Regions from separate parts of the Pan troglodytes genome. Here all the other regions are linked to region 1. Evidence: chromatin contacts called from public HiChIP or PLAC-seq data. All regions are on one chromosome and are shown on one strand. The core of a region is the stretch at or near the end of the contact, and the rest is flanking DNA. Distances in the headings are between cores, read along the strand shown.

Evidence for each region. HiChIP or PLAC-seq counts read pairs in DNA pulled down with a chosen protein or histone mark.
Region 2: a contact with region 1 is called in an H3K4me3 HiChIP or PLAC-seq map of stem cell-derived excitatory neurons, with 2.8 times the contacts expected there. The contact joins the promoter of COMP here to the promoter of REX1BD in region 1. A contact is called at or near these places in 1 of 7 Hi-C or Micro-C datasets (induced pluripotent stem cells) and 1 of 1 datasets of contacts at active chromatin or transcription factors (stem cell-derived excitatory neurons).
Region 3: a contact with region 1 is called in an H3K4me3 HiChIP or PLAC-seq map of stem cell-derived excitatory neurons, with 4 times the contacts expected there. The contact joins the promoter of UPF1 here to the promoter of REX1BD in region 1. A contact is called at or near these places in 1 of 7 Hi-C or Micro-C datasets (stem cell-derived neural progenitor cells) and 1 of 1 datasets of contacts at active chromatin or transcription factors (stem cell-derived excitatory neurons).

Annotation. Positions count from the first base shown.
Region 1 is chr20:21,237,858-21,242,130 of NHGRI_mPanTro3-v2.0_pri, forward strand. It overlaps REX1BD (required for excision 1-B domain containing), which reads left to right and starts at 2,623. Exons shown (of 5, transcript XM_001135296.7): 1 at 2,623-2,821; 2 at 2,916-2,998; 3 at 3,334-3,604. The coding sequence starts at 2,723.
Region 2 is chr20:21,442,241-21,446,521 of NHGRI_mPanTro3-v2.0_pri, forward strand. It overlaps COMP (cartilage oligomeric matrix protein), which reads right to left and starts at 2,448. Exons shown (of 19, transcript NM_001098565.1): 1 at 2,334-2,448; 2 at 1,993-2,078; 3 at 1,705-1,756; 4 at 1,086-1,258; 5 at 295-432; 6 at 1-48. The coding sequence starts at 2,412.
Region 3 is chr20:21,484,212-21,488,721 of NHGRI_mPanTro3-v2.0_pri, forward strand. It overlaps UPF1 (UPF1 RNA helicase and ATPase), which reads left to right and starts at 1,847. Exons shown (of 24, transcript XM_016935541.4): 1 at 1,847-2,328. The coding sequence starts at 2,098.

The DNA.
Region 1 (4,273 bases), core at 1,373-3,872:
TGGCCTCCGAAAGTGCTGGGATTACAGGCGTGAGCCACTGCACCCAGCCGAGAGTTTTTCTTAATGCAGCTAGCCACCGGTTTGCCTTACAGGAACCCCATAATACGTCCTTGGCAAATTCTATTCAGCTCCAACTGCTAGGAGTGGCCCATTTGTCCTGAACCCTCAAATCATGGGAATGAGAAATGAATTTAGACTGACCACAGCCCTTATGAGATTTTCAGCTACAGGGGTGTATAGAACCCTGATAAGGAGTTTTCTTTGTGTGTGGAAGATCCTTCTATATTTGCCTCCCCACCAACTGGACAGGAACTTGTACTTTAGCCTACATAGTACCTCCTGTGACTTATTCCTTTTCAGAAGAGGCAGTAGCTGTGCCCATTCATGCTAAGCTTCAGCCGAGAGCAATCTCACTACTTCCTCTATTGGCTGGTTTAGGATTTACTACCACCTAGGAGGTGGAAACGCTGGACTCACAGCCTAGATGAAATCTCTCTCCAACTTACTCAAATCCAGGACCAAATAGACTCATTAGCAGCCATGGTTCTCCAGAACCAGTGAGCACTAGATCTCCAATCTCCTCACTGCCGAAAGGGGAGGAACATGCCTTTTTCTGAACAAGGAATGTTGTTTTTATGTCAATAAATCAGGCATAGTGAGAGATGGAATTAAATGACTTCAGGATAGAGCCAGCAGACTACATGGTGGGACAACCGAAACTACCTCAGGGTTCTCACAGCCTGTTCTCCCCTGGCTTCTTCCATTTTTAGGTCCCTTCCTTTATGATTATTCTAGGAGTAACCTTTGGCCCATGTCTTTTCAATTCCTTCATCCTTTCGTTTCTTCCTGAATGGAATCAATGAAACTAGAAATGTTACTGCAGATGGAACCTCAGATGACTTCAACCAGCACCTATTATCAAGGACCCCTAAACCAGCCTGCCGGCCCATACCCGGACGTTGACACACAAACCACCTCTCACGGAAACCTCAGCTACAGAACCCCTTCTATGCCCCTATTTAGCAGGAAGCAATTAGAGTGGTCATCCTCCCACACCCCAACAGCAGTTGGGCTCTCCTTTTGAGAGAGGGGACTGAGGGGTGGAGTTGGCAGGATTTACTGGGCAGGTTTGGGGACTTTCACAAAAGACCCCTGTGACTCAGTGTTTTGAGTTCTTAAACCAATCGAGTGAAGGATTCAGAATTAACCACTCCAGGCCGGGCGCAGTGGCTCACGCCTGTAATCCCAGCACTTTGGGAGGCCGAGGCGGGCGGATCACGAGGTCAGGAGATTGAGACCATCCTGGCTAACCCGGTGAAACCCCGCCTCAACTAAAAATACAAAAAATTGGCCGGGTGTGGTGGCGGGCACCTGTGGTCCCAGCTACTGGGGAGGCTGAGGCAGGAGAATGGCGTGAACCCGGGAGGCGGAGCTTGCAGTGAGCCGAGATCGTGCCATTGCACTGCAGCCTGGGCGACAGAGCGAGACTCTGTCTCACGGAAAACAAACAAACAAACAAACAAAAAACACTCCAGAGGAGGATTGAAAAAAGAACCACTCTCAATGGACAAAAAGAAAGGGGAGGGGTAACATAGGGATATGAGCCCTAGCCACCGGAGCCAGCAACGGCAACCCTTCCGGGTCCCCTTCCAGCATGTGGAAGCTTTCCTTTCGCTTTGTTCAATAAACTGCCCTGCTGCTCACTCTCCTGGTCCGTGGACTCTTTTTGATCTGTAACACACACCGCGAAGGTCCACAGCTTCATTCTTCAAAGTTAGCGAGACCACGAACCCATCGGCAAGAAAAACTCCCAACTCACTAACAGCCTAGTCCCTTCCCCCTTAAAGGCCGGTGTCTGTCACCCCATACCTGAGCTGGTCCCTCTTCACTAAGTCAGGCTACCAGCATCTTCCTGCTCCTCCGGCTGGGCCCCTGGAGGAGGAAGCTTTCCAAAGCTCTGTCTAGCCCATGTATCCCTCCAGCAGGAAGCTCCAAGGCCTCCTCTGTACTTTGAGGTCGTTCTGGCCCCTGCTATGCTCCAGGCTCAGGGCTATTACACAAGACGCCCAATTCAACTCGGTGGGCTGTTGACACCGTCCCTGTCACTGAATCTTGTCTTCACCCCTGTGATTCTCTGAAGAGCCAGTGAATCTCTGTTAATGTTGGTGGAGTTCCAGCCACTGCACTTTTTTTGAGGCAGACTCACTGTGGCTCCGGCTGGAGTGCAGTGGCATGGTCACAGCTCATGGCAGCCCCCAACTCCCGGGCTCATGTAATCCTCCCACCTCAGCCTCCCGAGTAGCTGGGACTGGAGGCGGGAGCCGCCATGTCGGGCTAATTGGTTTTTCTGTAGAGATCGGGCCTCCCTAGGTTGCCCAGGCTTACTTAACACTCTTGAACGTCAAAACCCACGCTCAGTACCCGCTTCACGTGGAAGTCGGTGTTGAGATACAAGCATAGGAACGAACTCAAGGCTAACAGCTGTTCTGTATTCAGAGCCGCACAATCAAGGAAAAACACGATCGGAGGCGGGCCCTGGACGGGAACAAGAAGGGTGGGTGCAGGATGGTGGGCTTGACTGGGCGGCCCGCGGTCTTGGCTCCCCTTTCTTCCTTCTGGCTCGCCGGCCGGAGGGTAGGGGGTCCGTGGACCTCCCGGCCTGTAGGGGGCGTCGGGCGCAGCGGAAGGGCCTGCTCCGGAGCCTGGCCAGGGCTGCGCAGTCATGATCACCGAGACCGCGGCGGAGCGTACGGTCCCTGCAGTGCCTGCTGCTGAGGAGGCCACCGAAGCTCGGGGACGCGAGGAGCCGGCGTGGCCCTGGGTGAGCCCAGGCCCAAGCGGGAACGGGCGCGGGGCGGGCGGCGCAGACCCAGGGGCGCGGGCTTCATGCCCCAGCCGTGCCCCCTGTCCCGCAGAAAGACGCCCCGATCCGGACGCTGGTGCAGCGCATCCACCAGCTGCAGGCTGAGCGCGCGCAGGGCTTCCGCCGACTGGAGGAGTGAGTGGGGGCGCGGAGGGGCTCAGGGTTCGGTCCCCCGCCCGCTCCGGGCGTGGGCGTGTTCTCGGCGGGCGTGCGTGGAGGAGGAGCTGGGTCCTTGTGCGGCTGCAGAGTCAGATGGGGCGGGGATTTCGGGGCACCGGGTCCTCACCTTCACGAGAAAGGCCCCACAGCACGTCCCCACTACCCGACGACTCAATCCTCGTGGCTTCTCTCTCCCCCGCAAGAGCAGGGGTGGGCCTGTCTCGCGTTCCCCTGCGGGAGTCAGGAAGCGTCCTTCCTACCTACCAGTCCTCCCCTCTGGGGTCTGGGGACACTTCCTGGGGGCCTTTCAGGTGGTTGGCGCCGGTGCAGGGCCTGAGAGCCTGGGGGCGCGGCCTCAGGGTCCCCACCTGCCGCAGAGGCCACCGCCAGTACCTGCGCAGCAGCCCTGACTACGACTTCGCGCGCTACCGGAGCATAGTGCACGAGGTGACCCAGGCCTTCGCCGCCGCCTCGCGGGAGGTGCTGGCTGTGGAAGCAGAGCTGGGCGGGCCTCGCAGGCAGCCGCTGCTCGCCGGCCACGTGCGCAGCCTGCAGGAGCTGGAGCAGACGCGGCTGGGCACGGTGAGGCCACCACCCCTTCCCCGCCGTGTCTCTAGGACCCTGGCCGGCTCCTCTCATGACGCACCCCTGGTTGGGGGGTGGTCCCAGTATCCCATACACAGACCTCACCCCTTCCTGTCCCACCCCAATCCTCTATTAAGGCTTCACTTGGGGATTCTCGGACCTGGCCCTCTGCTGTTCATCCCCAATTTTTTCCCCAAGTTTTGTCCTTATTCCCAGAGCACTCCCGCTTTCTCCCAGCTCCGCCTAAATGCTATTCCAAGATGCCCAGATCCCGCCCCAACAATGCTCCACCCACTCTGGTTGTTCCGCGTCTAGGGTCCCACCCTCAACCTCCCGTAGATACAGGCGAGGGGGGTCCCAGGCCACGCCTCCTCCGTATTATTCCTCCATCACAGCTTTAGTTCTTTGCCTATTTCTCTCTTGCGATCCGCCTGCTCGGCCCTGCAACCGTGTGTGACTGGAATTCCTAGGCCACGCCCCCCATGAGCGACCCGTCTCAGCGTCTCTTTGGCCTTTTTCTCTCTGTTTTTTTTTTTTTTTTTTTTTTTTTTTTTTTTTTTAAAGACAGGCTCTTGCTCTCTCACCCAGGCTAGAGTGCAATGGCGCGATCTCGGCTAACTGCAACCTCCGCCTCCCAGGTTCAAGCGATTCTCCTGCCTCAGCCTC
Region 2 (4,281 bases), core at 1,198-3,697, 200 kb after region 1:
GACGCAGTTATGTTGCCCGGTCTCACACTCGTTGATGTCCGTGCAAACCTAGGGGAGGGGAACTCAGAGGTCACCACCCCACGCAGACACCTCCGGACCTCCCACCTCCTCCACACTTCCTCCGCATCCTGCCTCTCCCCTCCATCCTGCCCCAAACCGATCAGCCCTGGCGCAGCGGACCCCTCCTCTCCCCACCCCTCCCGCTGGAAGGAGGCTGGAAGAGGAGTTTACTGGTAAACAAAATGGACGCCCCCTTCCCTTCTGCTCCAAAAATGGGGCCCCCACACCCCTCACCTGCTTGTTGGCCTTGGCGAAAGCCAGCCCCACGCCCTCGTGGGTGGGGCCGCTGTACCCCGGCGGGCAAGCCTCGCAGCGGAACCCCGGGCTGGTGTTGATACAGCGGACTCGGGGGAAGCAGGGGTGGGCGTTGCACTGGGGGAGGAGGGGCCACAGAGGGTCAGAGGGCTTCGAGCTGGGCCCTGGGGGCCGCACCTCGTAGTGTCTCGGATGTGGAAAGTTCAAGGGCCATATGCCAGTGCTTGGAGCTCTTCGCCACGTGAGATGGAAGCAATTGTCGCAGGGGTCAGGCACGACTTTGCCTTGATGACGGCAAGGGCGCAACCGGGAGAGGAGAGGAGAGCTGTTCCCTCATGGGCGAGGGGAGGAAGGATGAGGGCGGGCATCCCCAGCAGAGGGGGGCAGGGGTCGTCGGGGCGTGCGTGCCCGGCGGTGGCGGGGGGTCTGGGCGTGCGTTCCCTGGCTGTGGAAGGGTCGTTGGGACTGGCGATCCCCTGCGGCGAGGAGGGTAGCTGGGGCGGACCACCCCTGGCGGTGAGGGAGTCCTCGGGGCGGGCGTCACTAGCTATGGAGGGGGTTGTCGGGGCGGGCGTCCCGGGTGGTGACGGGGATGGTCCTTGGGTTGGGCGTCCCCCCGCGGTAAGGAGGTAGTCTGGCCGTGCGCCCCCGGAGGTGAGAGGCTCTTCGGGGCGAACACTCCCAGTGGAGGAAGGGGTCTCCCGGGCGGCGAGAGATTGGGGGGCGGTAGAGGGAGTCGTCAGGGCGGTGGAGTGTCGGGGCTAGCGCACCTCGTTGACGTCGGTGCAGTGCGAGCCGTTGCCCGTGAAGCCCGCGGGGCAGGGGCCGCAGCGCGCGCCGCTCTCCGTCTGGATGCAGGCCACGCCGGGGAAGCAGAAACCGGGCGCGCAGTGGAGCAGGGGCCGCACGCTGGGTAGGCCGGTGCGTACTGACTGCTGCATCCCTGCGGGGGGGAGGGGGGAGACGCGGCGGGGCTGATCGGTGGCTCGCCCGGGGGCAGAGTCTATCATGGCCACGCCCCGGGGCTGGAGGCTTCCCCTTCCCCCCCACCCCCCGCCCCGGGGCGGCCCGAAATCCTGCGCTGTCCGCGATCCCGCCCCAGAGGCTGCGCGCTCTGACCGCAGGGTCTCCCCGGTCTCTCTCTGAGTCTCTGTCCCGCTTTTCTGCCCCGTGGCGTCTCTCACTTCCCCAAAACTCTCGCACCGCTTCTGTCTGTTTTTGTCTCTGTTTCTACACCCCCCATCCCATTCCCGTTCGTCTCTCCACCTCTCCGTCAGCCTCCATCTCCTTCCGTCTCTTTTCCTCCCCAGCTTTCCCTGGCTCTCTGTCTCTGTCTCTGTGTCTCCGTCTCCCGTCTCTTCTCTCTCCCGACCGCCCCGCCGCGCTCACCGCACGCGTCACACTCCATCACCGTGTTTTTCAGGAACGTGATCTCCCTGACCTGCAGGGGTGGGATGGAATCAGCGGGGTCCCAAACTCTCCTCATCCCTCGGGTCTCCCCTCTCTCTACCCCGGGGTCCCTTTCTACAGCCTCTTTTCGCCAAGGACTCCCTACCCGCCGACCCCCTTCCCTCCCCATCTCCTCTCCACCTTCTCGGGTACTTCCTCTCTCCTCGCTGGGAACTGAGACCCCCTTCCGTTCCCTGGCACTCCCTGCCCCGCACCCGGGCCCCGCACCTGCTGCCGCAGCAGCTCCCGCACGTCCTGCAGCGCCGCGTTGGTTTCCTGCAGTTCCCGAAGCATCTGCGGGCCCAGGTCTGAGCCTGCGGCGGCAGGGGACCTGGTGAGGCGTCATGGGGCCGGGGAATCCCACCACCAACTCCCACCGTCGCAGCGAACCCGGACCTCCGACGCCCCACTGCGCTCCTCTAGTCTCGGTCCCGCCACCTGCTTTCTGCGCCCGGCACGTCCCCTACGAACAGTCCGTGAGCCCCAAACAGCCTGGATCCCGGGCCTCTCACGGGTCCTACAGTCCGTTGTGGGGCCGTGGGCACGGCGCGGGTGCTAACGCGGCTTACCCAACGGGCTCTGGCCCTGTCCGGACGCGCCGAGGGCAGCCAGGGTGAGCAGAAGAACGCAGGCGGTGTCGGGGACCATGGCGGTGGCGGGGAGCTGGGTGGCTGCTCGCTTTCTACCGCCCACGAGGCCCGCGGGGCCTATTTATCCCCAAGGCACGGCCGGCCCCAGGGACGGCCCACCACAGCCCTGCCCAACGTCCAGCCTCAAGGTAAACAGATGGCGCTGGCCCCTGCGTTCAAGTCCCCGCCCGGAATGCCCCGCGAAGTCGCCCGCGGCTGAATTCGACATGGTGGGGAAACTGAGTCCCGGGGTCTGTGGAGAGAGCTGGTGGGGCAGGGAGTCAGGGGGTACTGCCCCCACTTTCATTCACTGTGTGTGTGCGTCTGTGTGTGTGTGTGTGTGTGTGTGTGTGTGTGTGACGGGGTGTGGCTGTATCGCATCCTCTTGCTTCAGTCTCCCATGTAGCTGGGACTACAAGCGTGCACCACCAAGTCCAGCTAATTTATTTTTATTTTTATTTTTATTTTTAGAGACCGGGTCTGGCTATGTCGTGCAGGCTAGTAGTCTCAAACTCCCGGCCTCAAGCGATACTCCCCACATAACTGGGATTACAGGATCCAGCCATAGCATTCAGCTCATTGATTGATTGATTGATTGAGTGCTTGCTGTATGCCAAACCTGAGTTCCAAACAAGGCAGGCTCCATGGCCACGCTCTCAGCTCACACTTGGGGAAACAGAGTCACCAGTGTCTGAAAAAATAGGTCCACCCACTATGGATCAGACTGACTGGCCCTCCACTCCTCCTGAAGTGCTTCAAAACTGGGTAAATTGCCGGGTGCGGTGGCTCACACCTGTAATCCCAGCACTTTGGGAAGCCAAGGCGGGCAGATCACCTGAGGTCAGGAGTTCGAGACCAGCCTGGCTAACATGGTGAAACCCCATCTCTACTAAAAGTACAAAAATTACCCGGGCGTAATTCCTCCCTTACACAATGGAGGTAATAAGTTAATAATTATTAATTAATGATTAATAGTAATGATGATTATGATGATGAATGGAAAATAGGGGAGGGGCAGTTGAGACCGGGGACTCTCAATTTTCCTGCCTCTGTCCAAGGAGGCCGCTTCTGGCCCCAACGCTGGAGGGCTGCAAATGACTCCCCCCAACCCAACTCATTGCTGGTGTTCCCTCCCCTCCCCGTGGTCCCTCGGCTGGTGGAGGAGGGGACAGCGTTCAGGATCTTGCCCCAACCCCTGTCCAAGGGGACAGGCCCACTTGGTTTTCCAATCTGTGCAATGGGGTGTGAGGCCCCCATCTGGAGGGGAGCAAGTTAAAGGGCTCTAGCAAGGGGAGGTCCGGGGCTTCTGTTTGTCCAGGCTGTGCCATACCTTCCAAACTGTGCTCCAGCTGCTGTGGGAACAGCCTGTAATAAAAATAAAAGTTACCACTAACTGGCCAGCCACACTCTGGAGTTACAAAACCCCTTAACCTCCTGGAATCAGTTAACACTCTCCACTCCCACCTTCCAGTACTCACAGCCTCTATTCTATAGACAGAGAAACTGAGGCCCAGAGAGAAAAAGTGACTGGCCTAAGGCCACTGCCCGAGGGCAGGGGTGAATCTAGACTCAGAGCCAGATATCTTTTCTGGAGAGCCTACAGAGAAGTCACCGAGGGCTTCCTGGAGGAGGTAGCAAGGAGACAGACATAAAAGAAAAGGAGGACTTGGATCAGCAGAGGGAAAAGGTGAGGGCAGTTTTGGTGGAGGGAAACATGTGAAGCTTGGAGGTGGGGACATTTCTAGACACATTAATTATTTCACAAACATCAAGGACTGTTGTGTGTCATGTCTCCTGTGCTGGGAGATGGACACACAGGGTGAAGAAGTCAGACCCAGTCTCTCCTTCAAATGGGGAGCCCAGTGGGCTCATGGCTGTGACGGGACAC
Region 3 (4,510 bases), core at 597-3,096, 250 kb after region 1:
GGGGGGCTCCTAGCATGCACTAAACTGTAGGAATATAAACAATGAATCAAAGTAGGTCTCCCTCTCCAAGAAGGCACAGTTTAAGGGGGAATACTGACAGACCAACAGATAATTTTAATATCATGCAAAGCTCTCTTTGGAACACATCCAGTGGAATTTGTAGACAAATTTCAGATCAATTTAGTAACACCTATCAGAGTTTTTAAAATTTATTTTTAGACAAGGTCTTGCTCTTTCAGCCTCCGAAAGTGCTGGGATTACAGGCGTGACACACCGCACCGGGCTCCATATATATCAGCAGCAACCATATATCATATGAGAATATGAGAGGAATAAATGAGCTACTAGTCACTCTATTTATATTAACATAAATAAATATATATTAATACACACACACACACACATAGGATCTCTGTCACCCAGGCTGGAGTGCAGTGGCACAATCCTAGCTCACCGCAGCCTCAAACTCCTGAGCTCAAGTGATTCTCTTGCCTCTACCTCCTAAAGTGCTGGGATTTCAGGAAAGAGCCACCTTGCCCAGGCTTCCTATGCCACCTTAATGGCAACAGAAACCCTAGGCTCAGAGAGGTTAAGTCACTTGTATAATTTCACACAGCTGGTAAGTGGTCAGGTCTAGAGTCCACCACAGACCATGTGCTTCCAGTTGTTTTGCTGTATACGTCCACTAAATAATAATCATAGCAAAAATAGTAATGGTATAATAACAGTGGCAGAGGCATCAGGAACAGCAGCAACCATCATTTCCAAGTGCCAGGCCCAGTACGTAAGACTATCCCCATTCATTTATTTTTACTTATTTTTGAGACAGGGTCTCGCTCTGTCACCCAGGCTGGAGTGCAGTGGTGCAATCTCGGCTTACTGCAGCCTCAACTTCCCAGGGTCAAGCGATCCTCCCACCTCAGCCTCCCTAGTAGCTGGGACTACAGGTGCGAACCACCACGCTTAGCTAATTTTTTTTTTTTTTTTTGAGACAGAGTCTCACTCTGTTGCCCAGGCTGGTGTGCAGTGGCACAATCTTGGCTCACTGCAACCTCCGCCTCCTGGGTTCAAGCGATTCTCCTGCCTCAGCCTCCTGAGTAGCTGGGACTACAGGCTCGTGCCACCACGCCTGGCTAATTTTTTGTATTTTTAGTGGAGACGGGGTTTCACCATGTTAGCCAGGATGGTCTCGATCTCCTGACCTCATGATCCACCCGACTCGGCCTCCCAAAGTGCTGGGATTACAGGCGTGAGCCACCGCGCTTGGCCTAATTTTTATATTTTTTGTAGAGATGGAGTCTCACTCTGTCTCCCAGGCTGGTCTCGAACTCCTGAGTTCAAGCAGTTCTCCCGCCTCAGCCTCTGAGTGTTGGGATTACAGGTGTGACCACCGCGCCGAGCCCCACTCCCTTTTTAAACCAATGCACAGGGAGCATCTACTATGTGCGAGGCACCCTCCATTTTACAGATGGGGAAACTGAGTTCCAAGCAGCTTTTGCCAGGAGTGGGAGCGCACCGTCCCTGCCCAGTCTCTCCAGTTGGGCGTTCCGAGACCACCTATGTAGGGTATTCGGCTAGCGCTCAATTAAACCGAAACACCGTCGCAGCGACCACAGGTGCAGACCACCAAGTCCACACCGCCAACCGCCCGGTCGTCCCTGATTAGCAGTTGGTGCGCGACCAAGTCCTCGAGCTGCCGCCGCAACGGCGGTTGAAAGCCCCACCCCCTGCGCGTGCGCGGTGCGCGTCCCGTCTTCCTGCTGGGCACCAGGCGTCCGCGAGGAGCGCGCGCGCTTCCGCCGGCGTCGGGCTCGCGCACGCGCACGGCGACGGCGGCGGTGGCGGCAGTTCCTGCTCTAGGCTGCGAGCGGCTGGCGGCTTCGAGGGGAGCTGAGGCGCGGAGGGGCTCGGCGGCAGCGGCGGCGGCTCGGCACTGTTACCTCTCGGTCCGGCTGGCGCCGGGGCGGGCGGTTTGGTCCTTTCCGGGCGCGCGGGGGCGACAGCGGCAGCGACCCGAGGCCTGCGGCCTAGGCCTCAGCGCGGCGGCGGGCTCGAGTGCAGCGCGGAACCGGCCCGAGGGCCCTACCCGGAGGCACCATGAGCGTGGAGGCGTACGGGCCCAGCTCGCAGACTCTCACTTTCCTGGACACGGAGGAGGCCGAGCTGCTTGGCGCCGACACACAGGGCTCCGAGTTCGAGTTCACCGACTTTACTCTTCCTAGCCAGACGCAGACGCCCCCCGGCGGCCCCGGCGGCCCGGGCGGTGGCGGCGCGGGAGGCCCGGGCGGCGCGGGCGCGGGCGCTGCGGCGGGACAGCTCGACGCGCAGGTGAGCGGCACATGGCGGCGCCGGAAGCCCGGGCCCGGCCTCGGCGCCTGAGACCTGCCCCGAACTCGCCTCGGGCCCGGCCTGTGTTTGCCCGGAGTACCCCATCGCGGCCGGGCCTGGGGCGACCTGCCCCGGGTCCCCTACTCTGGCTCGGCCTGAGCTTACCTGCCCCAGGTCCTGCAATCTGCCCGGGCCTGGCCTGATCTGCCCCGGGTCCCCCGCTCCGGCCGCGACCTGGCTGAGTTCCTTCGGCCCCCAACTCCTGGGCCGGGCAGACTTGCCTCGAGTCCTCCACTTCGTTCGGGTCCGAGCTAACCTGACCCTGTTCCTTTACCCCAGCTGGGTTTGCTCCCCCTCCTGGGCCCGGGCTGACCTGCCTTGTGTCCCACAACCAGTCTGGCCTGGAGTAACCTGCCCCCTGACTTATCTGAGTTCTTCCATTCCATCCGGGCTAGGGTGACCTGCCCTGGTCCCTCTTTCGCAGGTCTCGGTATTCTGCCTCGAGTTCTCCTACGACCTGGGCCGGGTCTTGCTCAGGCCGGAGCTTGAGTGACTTCCCTCAGTCCCTTTCCGGGAGTATCCAGGGTGACCTGCCCTAATCCTGTCTCTGGCCTGGTCCGGGGGTCCCGCCCGGTCTCCCCATTGGTGGGTCTGGCCGCCTGTCCCACCTCCCATCTGTGGTCGCAGCCATCTGGGCACCCCACCTTTCACAGTCACGGAGCGTAGGTTCGACTTTCCCCATGCATAGGGGCGCTGGCCAGCGGAAGGTTGAGGCAGAGAAGAATTTTTGCCTCCCATGGAGGAGCACATATTGGCTGGCTTATAAGATCATTCAGGAAGCAGGTTGTATTTTGTTTTTTCTTGCATCGCCTGTTGCTGAAACCGACCTGTTACATAACTTCACAACTCTTGCCTTGGAAAAGTTGGGTTTGAGTTTTGTTCTTCCAATAAGACAGCAATAATGGCTTTACATAAACGAGTCTGCCACGTTGGAAACTTATTTTTAATGATGTGGATGTTTAGAGAAGGTTACTTAGGTATTTTAAATGGGGGCTTGGGTTGGGAGAAGTATCGGGCATGCATTTCCTGGTCCTGGGTGCTGCTTGCCTGGGGTGGGAGAGGGGCTGGGAGGGGGTGGCGCGTGTTGCACCGGGGTCCTGGGGAATGTCCTCATCACCCTCTGGATTTCAGGTTGCTTTCACCTTAGGCTTGCTTTGTGCCTGACCTCTCGCTCAGGTTTATTTTCCTGAATGCTCCGACAGGAAGAAGCTCCGAGGCTTACCTTGGCACAGGTGTCCCTTGGCATATGCTGGTGTTTCAGAACTGGGGGAACCACTTCTTGCTCATCCAGAGTGAGCTCAGACCCTGTCCTTGCATGGGGGGCTTACGTGGTAGTCGATTGAGTCACTCTCGTGGGTAGACCACCCACTTGGGCTTTCTTTTAGCCCCTAATGGAAGCAAAAAACATTTGACTCATTCTAACCCCATATTCCTTAAAATAGAAGGTGGGGTGTGAGGAGAACAGGTGTGCACGTATGGGTGTTTTTTTCAGTTTTGTTTACATTTTGCGAAGGAAGGGAGGGAGAGAGGAGAGTTCTCCTGAAGGAGGGAGCCTGAGCTGCGGAGGCCCCACCTCCTTGTAGTTTTCATGCCCTGTAGACCTTTCTGCTTCCGCAGCTGTGAAATGGGGGTGGCAGTTAGATTTTTATTCCTTTTAAACATGAAGGAAACCTAGATCCATGTGTGAGTCGACTGTATAGGCTGTCTGTAATCTGACGTCCAGCCTGTCGGGGAGACTCGGTAAAGATCTCTGTGGAGCAGCGAGCCATGAGCGTGACAGCGCGGATCGGGGGGTTGGCTGGGTGTGAAAGGTAATCATTTTCTTGTGAATCCTTTTAACTGTAGCCAGCATAAAACAGCAAACCTGGGGCAGCCTTTAGTTCTGCTTTTGTTTCTGGCATTCCGTTTGGGGTTAATTGTGGGGCATGTCCTTCTCTTTCAGTTGAAACAATTGATTTTTTTTCCTGCACCTGAACACACTGGTCTGTACAAAAGGAGAGCATTAAAACGCTCCCCTGGAGGTAAACATTGCAGTTGAGCTCACTAGAATTCTGACGACATCAGAGGGTTTGTCCTGTGCTACTTTTAATTGACCCAGATGCCCCACCCACCTGTTACCTGT